Regions from separate parts of the Rattus norvegicus genome. Here region 2 is linked to region 1. Evidence: chromatin contacts called from public Hi-C data. All regions are on one chromosome and are shown on one strand. Each heading gives the region's core, a stretch centred on a gene start, on an enhancer-like site or on the middle of the called end of the contact. The rest is flanking DNA. Distances are from core to core; before and after follow the strand shown. Region 1 holds the start of Zc2hc1a (zinc finger, C2HC-type containing 1A). Region 2 holds the start of Pkia (cAMP-dependent protein kinase inhibitor alpha).

Evidence for each region. Hi-C and Micro-C count contacts between places; a contact is called where the count stands out from the background.
Region 2: a Hi-C map of Schwann cells shows a contact between it and region 1, with 4 times the contacts expected there. The contact joins the promoter of Pkia here to the promoter of Zc2hc1a in region 1. A contact is called at or near these places in 3 of 12 Hi-C or Micro-C datasets (Schwann cells, frontal cortex and psoas muscle) and 1 of 1 datasets of contacts at active chromatin or transcription factors (oligodendrocytes).

Annotation. Positions count from the first base shown.
Region 1 is chr2:96,228,138-96,235,611 of GRCr8, reverse strand. It overlaps Zc2hc1a (zinc finger, C2HC-type containing 1A), which reads left to right and starts at 3,710. Exons shown (of 9, transcript NM_001107661.1): 1 at 3,710-3,797. The coding sequence starts at 3,782. It also overlaps the pseudogene LOC120101358.
Region 2 is chr2:96,378,401-96,385,874 of GRCr8, reverse strand. It overlaps Pkia (cAMP-dependent protein kinase inhibitor alpha), which reads left to right and starts at 4,960. Exons shown (of 5, transcript NM_053772.2): 1 at 4,960-5,071.

The DNA.
Region 1 (7,474 bases), core at 2,461-4,960:
TGATGATACGATTTAACTTCTGCCTCTTCTCTTTCAAAGATTTTCATTCATACAAATAGCTTTTAGAAATCATTACATCACATCTCAGACTTAGCTCTGTATCATGTGTTATGTGGAACTTCGCCTACTTGGTGTGAACTTCCTAGAGATCAGAGAGGTGTATATGAGACTTCCTGCCATGCCTAGAGTACTTAGGGAGATCCTAATGGAAACCTAATAGATTTGCAGTAGCAATTGAAAAATCACTTTAAAGTTCTGATTGCAGTAGCTGGATGGACGGGATCCTCAGAGGAGGTTGAAATCATAATGTTCTCTGTGTGGAAGTAACTTAGGGAAGTAGAAGATAATGGAGATGCTCTCTAACTGATTACAGATGCTGTTCATCAGCAGAAAGAGAAAGTCTGCTTAGGTTTCTCTATATCACAGTATCCTTTCTCACTTGGACTCCTTCCCAAGGCCCCGTCTCCTACTTTCATTCCTTTCTGACTATACAAATCAATAATCCCTATCCCTAACATTTCTCTGAACATTTCATGAATTTTGCCTTTTACTTCAATCCAAAGAAGAGGGGAAAAAGAGAAAAAAAAAAAAGGAAATGAAACTTGCCTAGTTCAAAACTTGCTTTTTCAGGCTCACTTCTCCTAACTTATAAATCAAACAAAAATCTTTTTATTTAATACTAAAAACATATCTTTTGCTAAAGATTGCCTAATTATATTATTTTTTTGGATACCGAACTGTGGCAGGTCATCTGCTCTGTAGCCATGGACGAGCGAAGTGCTTGGCACAGTGAAACTGGTTAAACCAAGCAGCTGCTTCTCGGACACTTAGGTTCTTACTCGGTTGCGCTGCTGGGATGATCTGAATGAGAAGCACAGGCTGGTTTTCGAAATGGAATGTGGAATTTGCGTGAGATCCAACAAAAACCTGCAGCTTCCAAACATAAAGCTATGAATAGCTGACTGAACCCTATGAAGCTGAAGAGGAAAAGCAGAAAACCGCCCCGTGAATAATGATTCAAGGGAGCAAAATATAAAATGAACCAATTATATGTCTGAATAAGACAGAGTAAAGTATCTATTTCAGCTACTTCCTGCTTTGGGGGTGGTGTCTGGATCAGGTCAGGCAAACATTTTCTAAGTTAGTTTTCTCTTTTGTATGGTAAGAAAATGAGAAAAAACTCATTTCCAACTAATTACTAACATCATTTGACAGCTACAATAGTATACAGGTAAGAGCTTAAGAGCATAAAAAGTACACTGAGGAGTTCAGCCTTGTGTCTGTCTGTCCAATAGTAAAATGAGCCTGAAGCCTTAAGTGTAATCAATAAATGTCTGCTAAATAGATTCACGAGGAAAATGGAATAGACTATAGATGTCAGAGATGTGCGTCAAGACAAAGAATATTCACAATACAGGCTTTTAGAGGGCAGGGAAAGAAACATAGGCCATCTGAGAGGAATGTGGCTTCTTTCTGTTGGAGCCAGTGCCAGGGAGAGCTGCAGGAGGCAAGATGGCTGTAGCATTAATGTGCCAGGAGTCCAGCACAGCAGAGAAGTCCAACAAGCATGATTGCAGAATTAAGAGATGCTAAAGAAGTGTCTGACCAAATGTATGCTATGTCTGAATGCTTGAGCTCTTAATTGCTGCAGGAAGGAGACAAGGCAGGGGTGGGGCGAACGTAAGGACATCATGGTAGGCTCCAGTGTTAAACCCAGCGGAGTCTAAATCCAAGCTCTACCATTCTCTTCTGCCAAAAATAGCATCAAAACATTAATGAAGGACATATCCAGAAGATGAAGACTCTAATTCTGGAAATTGAAGACTGTAGACCTGTTTTGTAGACTGAATATATGGATATATATATATATATATCCATATATATATGAATATGGCATAAACATACTTAACCCTACACATGCATTATGGTGCTGGTCAGAGTTCTCTCAGGCATGGTCTGCCTCCTTAGGCCTGCATAGTCCTCCACTAGTGGTTATTTCAGTCTACCTCTCTGTCCAGGCCCCATGGCACCATTCTGGGGGGTCATTTCTGGCAGGCTTCTCGTCTTGCCTGCCTGAGTGGCCTCGTGAGAGGGTCATCTGTTGCGGGTTCTTGGTAGTCTCAGGTTTGCTACCAGTCCTGGGAACTGTATGCACTGCCCTGGTGCCAGACTGGTATCTTCTTTGGCAGGCTTTTTTCCAGGAATGTTAGGCTAATTATTCATGGGTCAGAACACTGAGCTAGACATAGCCTCTCTCCTCTCTGCCACCTACTGACAGACATGTGACATAGCATTGTTGTTGTTGTTGCTGCTACTTTTTATTATTGTTATGGATGTGACTGCAGATTTCATGGCTAATAAGGCTTATTTCTGTCATCCTAATATTTGTCTTAACCTCAGGGGCAATACTTCAATCTGCAAAGTAAATGCCTTCTTTATTTTATATTTCTTTTTGTGTACTTTTTATTTTCCCTCGTTGGCATTCATATAAAAGCTATCCCAAACCCATCTGATTTTGTCTTAGAAGCATGGTGGGAGGGCTCTCTATACCAACATAGGGTTGCTTGTATGGACATTCCGGGGGATGTCCTTGGCTTAGAAACTCAGAAGTGAAGCCAAAGTAGAACAGGGGGAAGGACTCATGAGAAATTCCGAATGGGCAGTTTTTTACCTGATTCAGTACAAGAGATGGACTCTACCATATTCACATGCACTTTGAACATCTTCTCATGGATAAGACCTCTTGGAGTTTACGTGTTTAAACAAAACCAGAGAGTTGTTGGTTCGTTAAGTGTATACGGAATTTAGAGAGGATAACTTTCGAATTCAACAGCTCAGTAGGAAAATAATGTAAGACTTGTTACAGACAAAATGTACTGCTAACTTAGCAACGGATACCTCAGAATCAGCAAACAATACAGGTGGCTTATTCTTGTTAAGTAAATTTTTCAAAGAGTTTTAGAAGGGCGAAATGTGGTAGATTGTGAAGCAAAACCATTGGAATGGTTGGACTGCAGTTTGAATCTGACAGAAAGACACCTGTGTGCCATTGATAGGCTAGCTTCCCAGTTTAAGGTCCTCAATACAGCATAGTTTGGATGAGTTGTAGAACTGCATTAATCGTAAGGAGAACAGGCTGAGTTCAAGTACAGTGCTAGGCAGGGAAATATTGTGTAAGGGGGAAGTTTCATTTCTAATTTTGGATATAACTTTTTATAGAGAGAAAACTGTTTTCAAAAGTTTGGCGCAATCTCAGTTCCACAATCCCAAACAGAAAATAGAACCTATCTAGGAAGCAATGTCTTAGCCCATTGAGCTTTGTCTGAAGAACAAGTCTAGGGGATGTTGCTTGACTTGGGGTCGGTGAACCCAGGATGGTGCGGGACGAAAGCTCCTTTATCTTGCTACAAGAGCTCAGAGGAACCTGCAAAACAACATCCTCTTACTGACTGGAGGTGAGGAGCTCCTGAATGCGTAGGCATTCTAAGCAGGAAAAGAAGGAGGGAAGCTAAATAACGCTGGAGTGGAACAAAGGACTGTAAGGATCTCAGGACGCCAACCAAAGTAGCTGCGGTTTCCAGGGAGGGTGGTTGGAAAAACCCTGGAGGGGGAGCGTCCCTGGGGAGAGAACCGGAGGCACGGCACCGCCCTCAGTAGCCCCGCCCCGCCAGAGCGGACCAATGGGAGGCCGGAATGTTAGAGTGTGGGAGGCGCGGCCGGGTTGCTACAGCCAGAGCTGGGCGGCGGCGGGTGCTGCCTGAGGATCCTGAGGCGGCGCGCCATGGACGGGCTAGAAGGTGAGACGCGAGGGGATGCAGCCGCGGGGCTCGAGCGGGCACGAGCGACCAGGGCCTGGACTCCGGGGAAAAGTGCAGCCCGCCGGCTCTGCAGCGAGGTCCCCGTGCTCGCCGACACCCGGGGCGGAGCTGGAGGTCCCCTTACCGGAGCGGTGACCGCGGGCTGCCTGCGGGGCACGGTCCTCGGCTACTCCGCCTGGTCAGAGCCCCTGCGTCCTCACACCTGCAAGGCCTAACTACCATCTCTGGTCCTTCCTGGACCCCCGAGATTCCTGTGGACACTCGGTGTCTCTGGTCAGGTCTTAGTGGCTTTGCAAAGTGTATTCTTGGTTAAGGTTCGCGACCTCCGGGTCGCCAGCTCTTACTGACCCCTTAGGACCCGCCCCATCTCCGGCGAGCTCTGGACAGGACACACACCTTGCTTACTCAGTCCTGGGTAGCCTCCCTTCCATTTCTCCCGCACCTTGCTCAGGGAGATGCTTGAGCATCTCCCAAGGAAATGCCCCTGGTGAGCTCTACAGCAGGGACAATAGCTTCAGCCTTAATGGTTTATTCAAGACTATCTAGGGAAGAACCAGCTTTGCTTCCTTTATCTTTCGCTTTATCCTGGTACCTTAGCCAAGGCTTCAGATTTTGTTTTGTTCCAAATTCTTTCGTTTTTCCCTCTTTCTAAATCCATTTTAATCCCGTGCAAGGACAACATTCGCTTAAAACACAAAGGAAGGAAGAAAAAAAATCCTAGCAGTGGTGACAACAGTTTTCAGGATTTAAAAAGATCGTGAATGTCTTTCCAATACACAAGTTTTCAGAATTTTTGGATCCTGTTGGCTTAATACAGTTTTTTTTTTCTTTAAATTTTTTTTCACTACTTAATGTACTTGGAATGAGCAGGGGAACTGATCGCTTCATTTTCTTGTATTATAGATAGTCAAATATTTCAGGACGTGTTACGAAGTGAACATTGGTTAACTGGTAACTTTCCCAGTTACTTAAGTGTATCAGAAAGAAAATACAGTAATATGATTATGAGTTATGAAGGCAGTAAAGAGGCCATTTATGGGCAGCAGCAGATTACCTGTGAAGGTTTCCTTTGGTGTACCTTTCAGATAACTATGAAATGAGAAATTGCAATGACAGCACCCCTTCCTTCCACAAACCTCCTTTTGGCATATCCCTGCAGGCAGCTCATTTCAATTATTAAAAACTGTACTGGTGTAGAGACTGAATAGAGAACAGGGTTGAAACATAAGTGTGAAGATTTTACAGTGCTATCATGCTGCATGGAGAGAGTTCAAGAATACTTCCCAGTTGTTTACTGACGGATATTTACAGAGAAAGAAATATTCATCCAATGTTTCACTTATTTATCTATGCATGCAAAGAATAAAAGATTATCAAAGCTGTTGGCATCTAAATTAGAAATTTTGGAGATATAATTGAAAACTAGTGTAATATACACTGTGTGTGTGTGTGTGTGTGTGTGTGTGTGTGTGTGTGTGTTTCTTAAGGATACCATTTGTTAACTTTTTTTACCCAGGCTTTCACTTAATAAGCAATAAGTTATATTTGGTAATTTTCCTCTATATTGAAAGTTATAGTATGTAGTATAAAAATCTTCAAGTTTGTTTACTTTATCTTTGTCATTGAACAAAAATAATCTTTGACATTTGACTTACATTTTTAGTTGAAAGTAGTTACTGGTTGCCTAAAAAAAAAAATCTACTTAAGCTACTCTTTAAAAGTACATTTTAGTCGCTTACATATCCCCTTTATGTTACTGATCTTCTGGGAATTTTATGTCGAATTGTCACAAAATGAACTATTAAATTGTACACTGTATTTTGAAACCAAATGTTAAGCTTTCTTATAATTTCATATAATTGATAGCAGAACTCTTGTATGACTTGAGTAATTAGAGGAAAGCCTTTAATTCCTTTTCATGTGAAAGCTATATCCTAGACTTATCTAAGGAGCACAGTAGTAGCTTTAGAGTTGGGATGTTCTAATATCTTCCAAGTTTTATCATCTGTGAGATTGAGGTGATAAAATCTATGGTTTTAACCTTAGGTAAGATATTGTCATGGCCTTACTAATATCCAAAATATGCTTATACCAATTATGGCAGACATTAGGCAGGCCATTCCTCACCTGGTCTGCTAAGTATCATCTAGTATTGCCTCTGAAACTTGATTATTGGGGCCAGTTCCTCTTTATAGTAGCACAGATCTAGTGGACATCTGCTATCCCACTTTGTTACTGCTTCTCTTTTGTTTGAATTTAGCATAAATGTATACCGGTTTACTGAAACACTGCTTATCTTTGTTAGCAGTCTTCATTTCTTTCTAGATATGGTTGTTCATTGGTGCTGATTGGAATTCGGGTATTTTAATGGCCAGGGTTTAAAGAAACCTTCATCTAAACTCTTGGTTTTGCTTCTTGTTCTGTTTTTTTTTTCTCTATGATTTGGATATAGATTTTATTTTATCTTTATCTTTCGTGTGTGAGTACTCTGTTTACATGTATGTGTGTGCACCATATATATGCTTGGTGCTGACAGAGATTGCAAGGAATTGTCAGATTGCTGGAACTACAGTTACTAATAGTTGTGAGCCCCATGTGGATATTGGGACCTAAACCCTGGGTTCTTTGCAAGAGCAGCAAATACTCTTAACTAGTTGGTCATCTCTCTCTAATCCACAGTTTGAGCATATTATTCAAATCAGAATCTCATCTATAAAAAGCAAAGCCATCAAAAATTAAACCACATTGACTATATTAAGTATTAAACATACACAGAAAAAACATTACCTAAATGTTAGGAACATTGAAGTACTTATTTATTCAATGGTTATGGAAGGATGTAAGATGCTTAAAAGTATTCCATTAAAGCTAAAATATAGCCCATCTCTACTGGCCTACCAGCTAAGGCCCAAATACCTATGCCCAAGATAAACTGGAAAAAAAGGAGAGACTTCAAATGCCTATATATGATTAAGATTAAAATTGTGGCAAATGTAAACAGAAGTAAAGGATAAATTTCAAAGGTATTTCTGAGATTAAAAAATGAGATATAAATGCTTGGTGCAAGAGGGAAAAGATCCTGACTTAATGACTCTGGCTTTAGAAATGTACTTATATGTATATAGCACTTGGGAAGATCAGATTTTAAATAAACACACCTAGATGTTCTTGGAAATTATTTACCTGCAGATCTTAGTAGTTATCATTAGCAAGTGGGAGCCATTGTCTAAGCAATTCATTCTTAACTAAGTGAGAAAAACTATTTATAAAACTAAATGCTTCAGGGTTATGTGGGATGGGAAAAATGGGTGGGTGGAATCTAAAGAAATTTTAAAAGCTGCCTAAAGAAACAAGAAAAGACAAGACAAGACAGGAATGTGGGGAGGAAACTGACCTGTGAACAAGTGAGGGAGACTTCCTTCCTGGGTGTAGGTAGGAAAGCTAGTACTACCCAGCCAAATCCTGTCTGTGGTTTGAAACCTGAGAAATTCGGAATTGGGAGGAAAGACAGGAGCAGAAAGAGGAAGAACATTAAAGGTCAGAGATTCCTGAGTAGTCCCTTGAGCTATGGAAAAGCCTAGTCAATAGGGTACAAAAGACGCATTTAAATGTGACAATTGGAAGACCGGTGGTGAGGCTCTATCTCCCTTGTTTTA
Region 2 (7,474 bases), core at 3,711-6,210, 150 kb before region 1:
ACAAAGGACTATGTCTGCTTACACTGCCAGCTAAAAGTCCATCACAGAGAACAGAGAAGGCCAGGGCTCAAGGCAAGAACCCTAAGGCAGGAACTGAAGCAAGGACCCTGGAGGGCACTGCTTACTGGCTTACTCTAACTTGCTCAGCTGGCTTTCTTTTCTGTCCTGGGGCCACCTGTCTAAAATGTCACTACCTATAGTGAGCTAGGCTCTCCCACATCAATCAGCAAATAGAAAAATGCCCGAAGACAGGGAACAGACCATTCTGATGGAGATAATCCTTCATATGAAGTTCCTGCTTCCCAGTGGATTCTGTCAGGTTGATAAAGCATAAACATCTTACCTAGCTGTTGAATGTTTCTATTGATGCATTTGAAAAGTGCACCAATTCATGACATTCATTGTCTTCTTACTAGACAACGTCATTAAATTATTGCCATGCTCAAATGGGGTGTTGGGTAGTCTATATCTGTGCTTCTAGGTTCTACTGTATTTGGTCCCAAATTAAATTTCTCCCACTCCTTTGAGATGAGGACTGTTTGAGGGTGTGACTGTTTGATGTCGCTCTGGTTTTTTGGTTGGTTTGCATAGACTTTAGTGAGTGCCCATTCTCAAGAACGCAGATGTTAACACTGTGCATTGAGATAATATATTCGTATCTATTTTTCTTTTTGACGTCTATTTCCCTGAACCTCTCACCCTGCTGTTGTATGGAAGCATTAAATCCTACCACTTAATGCCTACTTTTGTCTTTTCTTTGGCAGCGTCTGCACACTCATTACATTTCTTTAAATAAATAAATAAACAAACAAACAAATGGATAAATAAATAAACAAATGGATAAATAAATAAATAAATAAATAAATAAATAAATAATGTCTGGCCCTATGGAGAAAACTTGTTCTTGCCTCTCCAAGGTAAGGATCAGAATACAGGTCTCCAGAAACCAGATAAAGAAGGGCAGGATATTATACCTGACCTCAGTTCTCCTAAGCAAGATAGGAAGCAGAGATGGGAATACCCCCAGAAGCTCCCTTACAGGACAGTATCCAACAGACAATACCAAGATCCCACTGCCTCAGGAAAATGTAGAGATTGAAGACAAAACCAGAAATTTTTTTCTAGAATTTCATGTTTATAACACAAAAAGCACCTCCACTCACAGATGGGAACAGAGAGATGGGAAAAGGGCGAGATAGAGACAGAAACACACACACACACACACACACACACACAGAGAGAGAGAGAGAGAGAGAGAGAGAGAGAGAGAGAGAGAGAGAGAGAGAGAGAACAAAGTCAGGCTGTAAAAACCTTTGCAAAAATCATCTCTGATTTTTGGAGCTCTTCACACATACCCTTTTCCCCATTGAGTTTGTATCTTATTTTCCATCAAAGCTATCATCTCAGCTATAAATTATACAATTATAGAGAAAGCTACTAACTTTTAAGTACAGTAGCCAAAGTATTTAAGAAACAGTATCATGGTAGAGAAATGAGCAGTTATTGAGTATCTGTCAGCAGCATTTAGTAGAATCAGGAATGGTGATGTGCACCTTTAATCCTAGCACTAAGAAGGCAGAGGCAAAAAGGTCTCTGAGACTTCAACACCAGCAGTGTCCAAATAAATGGATCCCAGAGACTCAGTGCCAAGTAGAGAGATCCTGTGCAAAAATAAACAAAAATCCCACATATAGTAGTAGCATTTAAGTGTTTTGAGTTATATCAAAGTGTATTAAGCTATACACATTAAGACTTAGAGATATAAATTAATAATTCTAAGACTGTTATATGTAATGCCACCCTGGAACTCAACAGTTAAATATATAACAGTAGATGGTAGCATCATATCTCTCAGTGTTGGAATGGGCATGCACAAGAAAGCAAGGGAATAGGTTACAATGATCATTATGAGAACAGAGTAATCTGAGACATTCGTATGTCTCAATTAGTTTATAGACATTTAGACACATGTACATGGTACATACAGAAATGTTTATTGGTATGTATACACACAGTTAGTACACATACACAGACTTTACTCTTTTGCATGGATGGCCTAATTAAGACACCACTGCCTGGAAACAAACTTGGTGTCTGTAGTTCAGTCTCTGTTACCATTCTTCAAAAAATGGAAATAGGGCTCCTTGAAGAAATGACCAATTGCGGTTCTAGGCAGTTCTGAGCCTGGAACAATTTGAAAACCCAAGGAATTTTTCACACACAATGTGACTAACAGTAAAGAATCGTTAAACACAAGAACACAGGAGACGGGTAGTATAGACGAATACAGCCACCTGCTGACAAGGCTCTCAATGGAATATTTTAAACTATAAATAAGGAAACATTAGACTATTACCAAAATCATAAAGTCCATATCTCCATTAACCAATTGGATTAAATGATACATGAAGACACACAGATAAAGTTAATCTGGAGGGGATTCCCACATACTCACTGTTTATGCACAGAGTCTTCACATAGGTTGAACACAGCTCCCTATATGGTTGGCCTTCACATGGTGACTATTTTCCAACAGTAGTGACGGGTTTTACAACTTGACAACAGACCTGACTGTCTCTGTCAGCTCATCAAGGTGAATACCAACAGTCATATCATTGTGGCAATGTGTAGTCTTGAGATAACAGTGCTAAAGACACTTCACCTCTATGGTCACAGTACTCATAACCCCAGGAAACTGAGAGTTAGCTGGGACTAATCATAAGAGACTTAACAGGTGAGTAGAATGTAGCACCTTGGACAGAGGTGTAGTAAAGAGTCGAAGTCACTACAAGAACTAGAGAAGCCTGTATAACGGCAGCCCTTAGTCAATGCCTGAGTGTCCTTATTAATTGTAAGGAAGCTGATGCATTCCTGTGTCATGTTCAGGGTAGAGCATCTTGGGAGTAGGATGTATGGAAATCTGGACTAATTCCTCAGTTCACCTACACATCAACCCTGTGCTAAAAAAAAGTGGCATCTTTTAAAGACTGAAAAGTACCAATATATTGATATAGCTATAAAAATACATTGAGCGATTATTTATTATTTCTGCTAGTGATAACAGGCTTTCATTGCTGTGAAGAGAGTATGACCAAGGCAAATCTTATAAAGAAAATCATTAGTTAGGGCTGGCTTACAGTGTCAGAGGTTTAGTCTATTATCCTCATGGTGGGAAGCATGGCAGTGTGCAGGCAGACGCTGTGCTAGAGGAGCAGAGGTTCTGTATCTTGATCTGAAGGCAGCAGAAGGTGACTGATCCCAAAGGTGGCCTCCATAGTAAAACTCTCCCTATAACAAGGCCATGCCCACTCCAACAAGGACACACCTCCCAATAGTGCCACTCTGTATGGACCAATGCATGAGACTCTGGGGGTTGTACCTATTCAAACCACCACACCGTTATTGTGGTTTCTTCCCACATTTCTGTTTAAAGCACACATCCAATGTTAGTGTCAGCTACATATTAGTGAGACTAAAGATGTTATTTCTCAGCTTTATTCTGCAATTGTGACCTAGAGGCATATACCTCTACGATGCAAGTTAAGAAATCAGACATGTGTGATTGGATGAAGAGTTTAATCTTATGAAAACAAGTCCCAGAGATGCACTGAGCACTGTCCCACATTTCAAGTGCATACATCCTGCACCCAAAACTCAGAATTATTAATTTTGTTTTGTGTTAATTCTGGTGGCTCCACTACTGCCTCTGCTCTGGAATTGATAGAGGGGTCGAAAGGTTTTTCTTTGCGTTTCTTTTTTGCCCTTATGCAAGTCAGTGCAAGATGCTGGACAGATTCCCAAGGTAATACTGCCAACCTCCAATGATGCTCAGGAGGAAGGCCAAGATACAAGGAATGAGGAATATCACCCTGCAGAACGCTAGTGATAAGGAAACTCCCTGCTTGGAAATGACTTTCTTGGAAAAGCACCAAAAAGAGAAAATCCTAAACTGCCCTTTGCCCTTTACACTACCAAATCCCTAAACCGTTGGTTTAGTCAGTAACTTGGAAGGAAGCAAAAGGGGAAGCTTGGAGGGAGAGATAACAACCTTAATAGCTGGCGCCAATTTAAACAAGCAAGGACAAGAGGCTTGTGTGCATCCATGCTTAGTTTGTCCCCTAGGGAAATTCTGAGAAATCCGTTGGGAGTTCAGCCATCTGCAGATGTGAAATTTGCCTCTTGGTTTTTCAAAGATTATCGCTTTCATCAAGGCAGTCTGGATAAAAAGCGAGGGCTGTGGGGTGCAAGGCGCTTGGGAGAAAGGTGGGAAGCACATCTATCTGTCCACTAGCAAACAGCTCTAAAATCCTGACATGACCCCTCTCCATGTCCTTGGGTGATTTCTCTGTTTTCCCTCTCTTCACTGGGTTGGAAGAACCCCATTCTATCACAATAGCAAGAAAAGGAGAGGTCCACAGCATTCAGCGTTCATACCTGTTTTTACTGTTTGCTTGTGTGTGTGTGTGTGTGTGTGTGTGTGTGTGTGTGTGTGTGTGTGTGTTAAAAGCAAATGAATCGTGTTTTGAGGGTTTGTAAAAAGACCGGATGCCCATTTTAATGTTTTCGGAATATTTGACTGTTTATCTCAATAGACAATCATCCTCAAATTCGGCGAAATGAACAGTACTGATAAGGAAGATGGAGAGGGTGGGAAACCCACACATTCAGATGGAGCTATCCATGCAGCCGCAGTGACAGGGGAGCACAGAGAGCAAGGATGCTCTGCAAAGGAAGTCTGTCTGCCCTTTCTGTTTTGTTGCACAATCCGGTAATGCCGCGGGTGTAAAATCGGTCAGAGAAAATCAAACTCCATCCTGGGGAGCAGCGTCTTTCGGGTGCAGCTGGCAGACTCAGTTCCTGGAAACCAAAGAGGCGAGTCTCCCCCCCGCGGATCGCAAGCAATGTGCTGCTCCGGCTGGCGATGACTTCATGCAGCCGGCTTGGAGTAGCCAGCCGAGGCTGCAGCTGCAGGTGGGGCGGGGGCCTTGCGAGCCCAGAGAGCCCAGCACACGCGGCCGGGCGGGCGGGACTGCTGCCGGGGGCAGCCGGGACGCGCCTCTCCATCCCGAAGGTAAGTCGCTGGTCCGCGCTATCGGATCCGAGCCAGCTCTCCGCCTGGTTGGGGACCAGCTTTGTAGGACCCGGGAAAGAAGGTCTATCCCCGCTGCATTCTGCTGTGGGAAATGGAGCAAGGGAGTGAAAGGTTGATTAGCCTTGAACTGAGACGGGAAAAGAGGTGTTCCGATGAAACAAAGGGGCTTTTTAGACTCCAGCTCTTAAAGGTGATCAGCCATTTCCGTAGCAGGTTGGTTTAGATACTGATGAGTATTAGAAATGTAAAACCGTCTGAATGCCCATTTAACCTTTGTGTCTTCTACTTTCCCTCAATCATTCCCTGGTTTGGGAGACGCGTGTCCTTGAAAGCAGTTCTCCACTCCATGTCCTCCTTGCTTCTCTGCCATCCCTGGTGTGATACCAGGGTGTTTCTTTTCTCATCTCAATGTCATGACACCTGCTTGCTTCAATACAGTGCCTTTGGGAGTCAGGGTGTAAGGAAAACTTCTCTCCCCTCCCGAGTTCTGCTTGATGTGGGCTGCACTTGGCAACTTTTCCCTTTATTTTACATCTTTCCTGTCAATCCGCTGCTCATTGAGTTTCAGAGATGCTGTATCTCATAATCTCTTTACCTTCTTCACGTCCATGACTGACTTCATCAAGGACCCAACAAGGGCATTGCCTCACACAGACTTCCTTATTGGGTATTCCCTTAACATACCGTCTGTAGTTGTGCATTTGAAATAAAATGTCCTGCTTTCAGCTCAGGACCGACATGGTTTTCTTTAAGTGCTTTTCTTGCCATCACGTCGTCACCCTGGTTGGCTAACGAAAGGCTTGCTTGAGTGGAATAACAGAATACATTGGGTTGTGCGGGCTGCTCTCTGCATACATGGGTACAGAAAAACTGAACAACAGTCTCTCCAGTTCTTTTAAATATTTCTAGTTCAGCCGAGGTGTAAGAAATTAGCTGTCAGAGTTTGGGGTAACGGTTCCAAAAACCGAGTAGTGGGTATGCCCCAGGATTCCTCAATAACCTCAAACTGGGACTTTCCCATTGGCAGACAGAAAGCCTGGGAATCTGCCCAATCCCAAGCTTGGATTATCTGAGCATCCCCAGGTTTGTCTCCTCATGTACAGGACCCTCATACCCTCACACATGAACTTCCCCACCCACAACCCCCCACTCCCAGCTCAAGTCCTTATTCTCAGCTGGGGACATAAGTCTGAGTAATATGAAGCAGTTAAGATGGCTGTTTCGGGTGCTGAAAATGTGTGCCTAAACAAGAGAGCAGTTTCGGGAAGGAGGATTGTATGGAGCATATGAGCCAACATTCCATATAGGAGAAGAGCCGTCGTCTCTCCATGCTTGAAATTGGAAAGGCTGTTCGACTCAACAGCCATGCCGTTTTAGTCAGTCAAGGTAAAGCAGAGAAACCCAGGAGGGACTTTAACCTAGACATGACACCTATCACCTCTTCCAGTGTTACCCACCGATTCTCTGCTGCCGGGCTAATTCTACTGTGTTCACTAGGTGTGCTGCTGTTACTTTTATAATTACAAATTCTCTTTGGTGACATTCTCTCTAGGAAGATCTGAGTTTGCCCCTTTGTCTCCACCTTCATTAGCTGGGCAGAAGGAGGAGTTTCCCACCATGAAATAGACCACCCCAGGAACTGGCTCTGAGGTTTTCAGGAACTGGGGTCATTTCTCTGTGTGTTTATTGTTGACTGCATCTTGAATATGTTTTTGTTTCACGTTTTAAACACTTGAGATTCTATCGTTTTGATTCAATCACATTTTCTAATGAAAGAAACAAAGAATAAGGTTGTAAAAGTCCTCACTTCCTCACTGTCCTTAATTTTAAAATACGTAACAAATCAATTCTTTTTCTGAAAAATAACTAATGTTTATATATACATGTCTATTATTATTTTTAATAAATTGGCAATTATGTAATGATCACTTGATCCTACAGGAACACAAACAAGAGCTATATGATTTGGTTAAAAGAGAGATGCCTGAGACCATCCTGATGGTGGCTAAAAATTCAAGGCTGTGTTATTTGCTTTCTAAGAAAACTGAAATATCTGGCAAGAAATTGCTTCAGGATCAAGGGGACGCTGCTTAGCGAGCTGGCAGGATGCCTGCCAATGTTTTCACAGGCGAAACTAATCCACCATGTGAAGGCCTGAGTTAAAGGCACCTAAAGACATCCATTTCATTCAGGCACAACTGGGGAGGAGGTGACACATGAGAACTCCTGATATGAACATGGTTGTGTTTAAACTATTTTGAGAAATATAAGTTCAGAGCTCTAAGCAGAGATGTGTATATGTGTCCACAAACAAATGTGCATACACATACACATGTACACACATACACATACATACACACATATTTACACTCACACATGTAC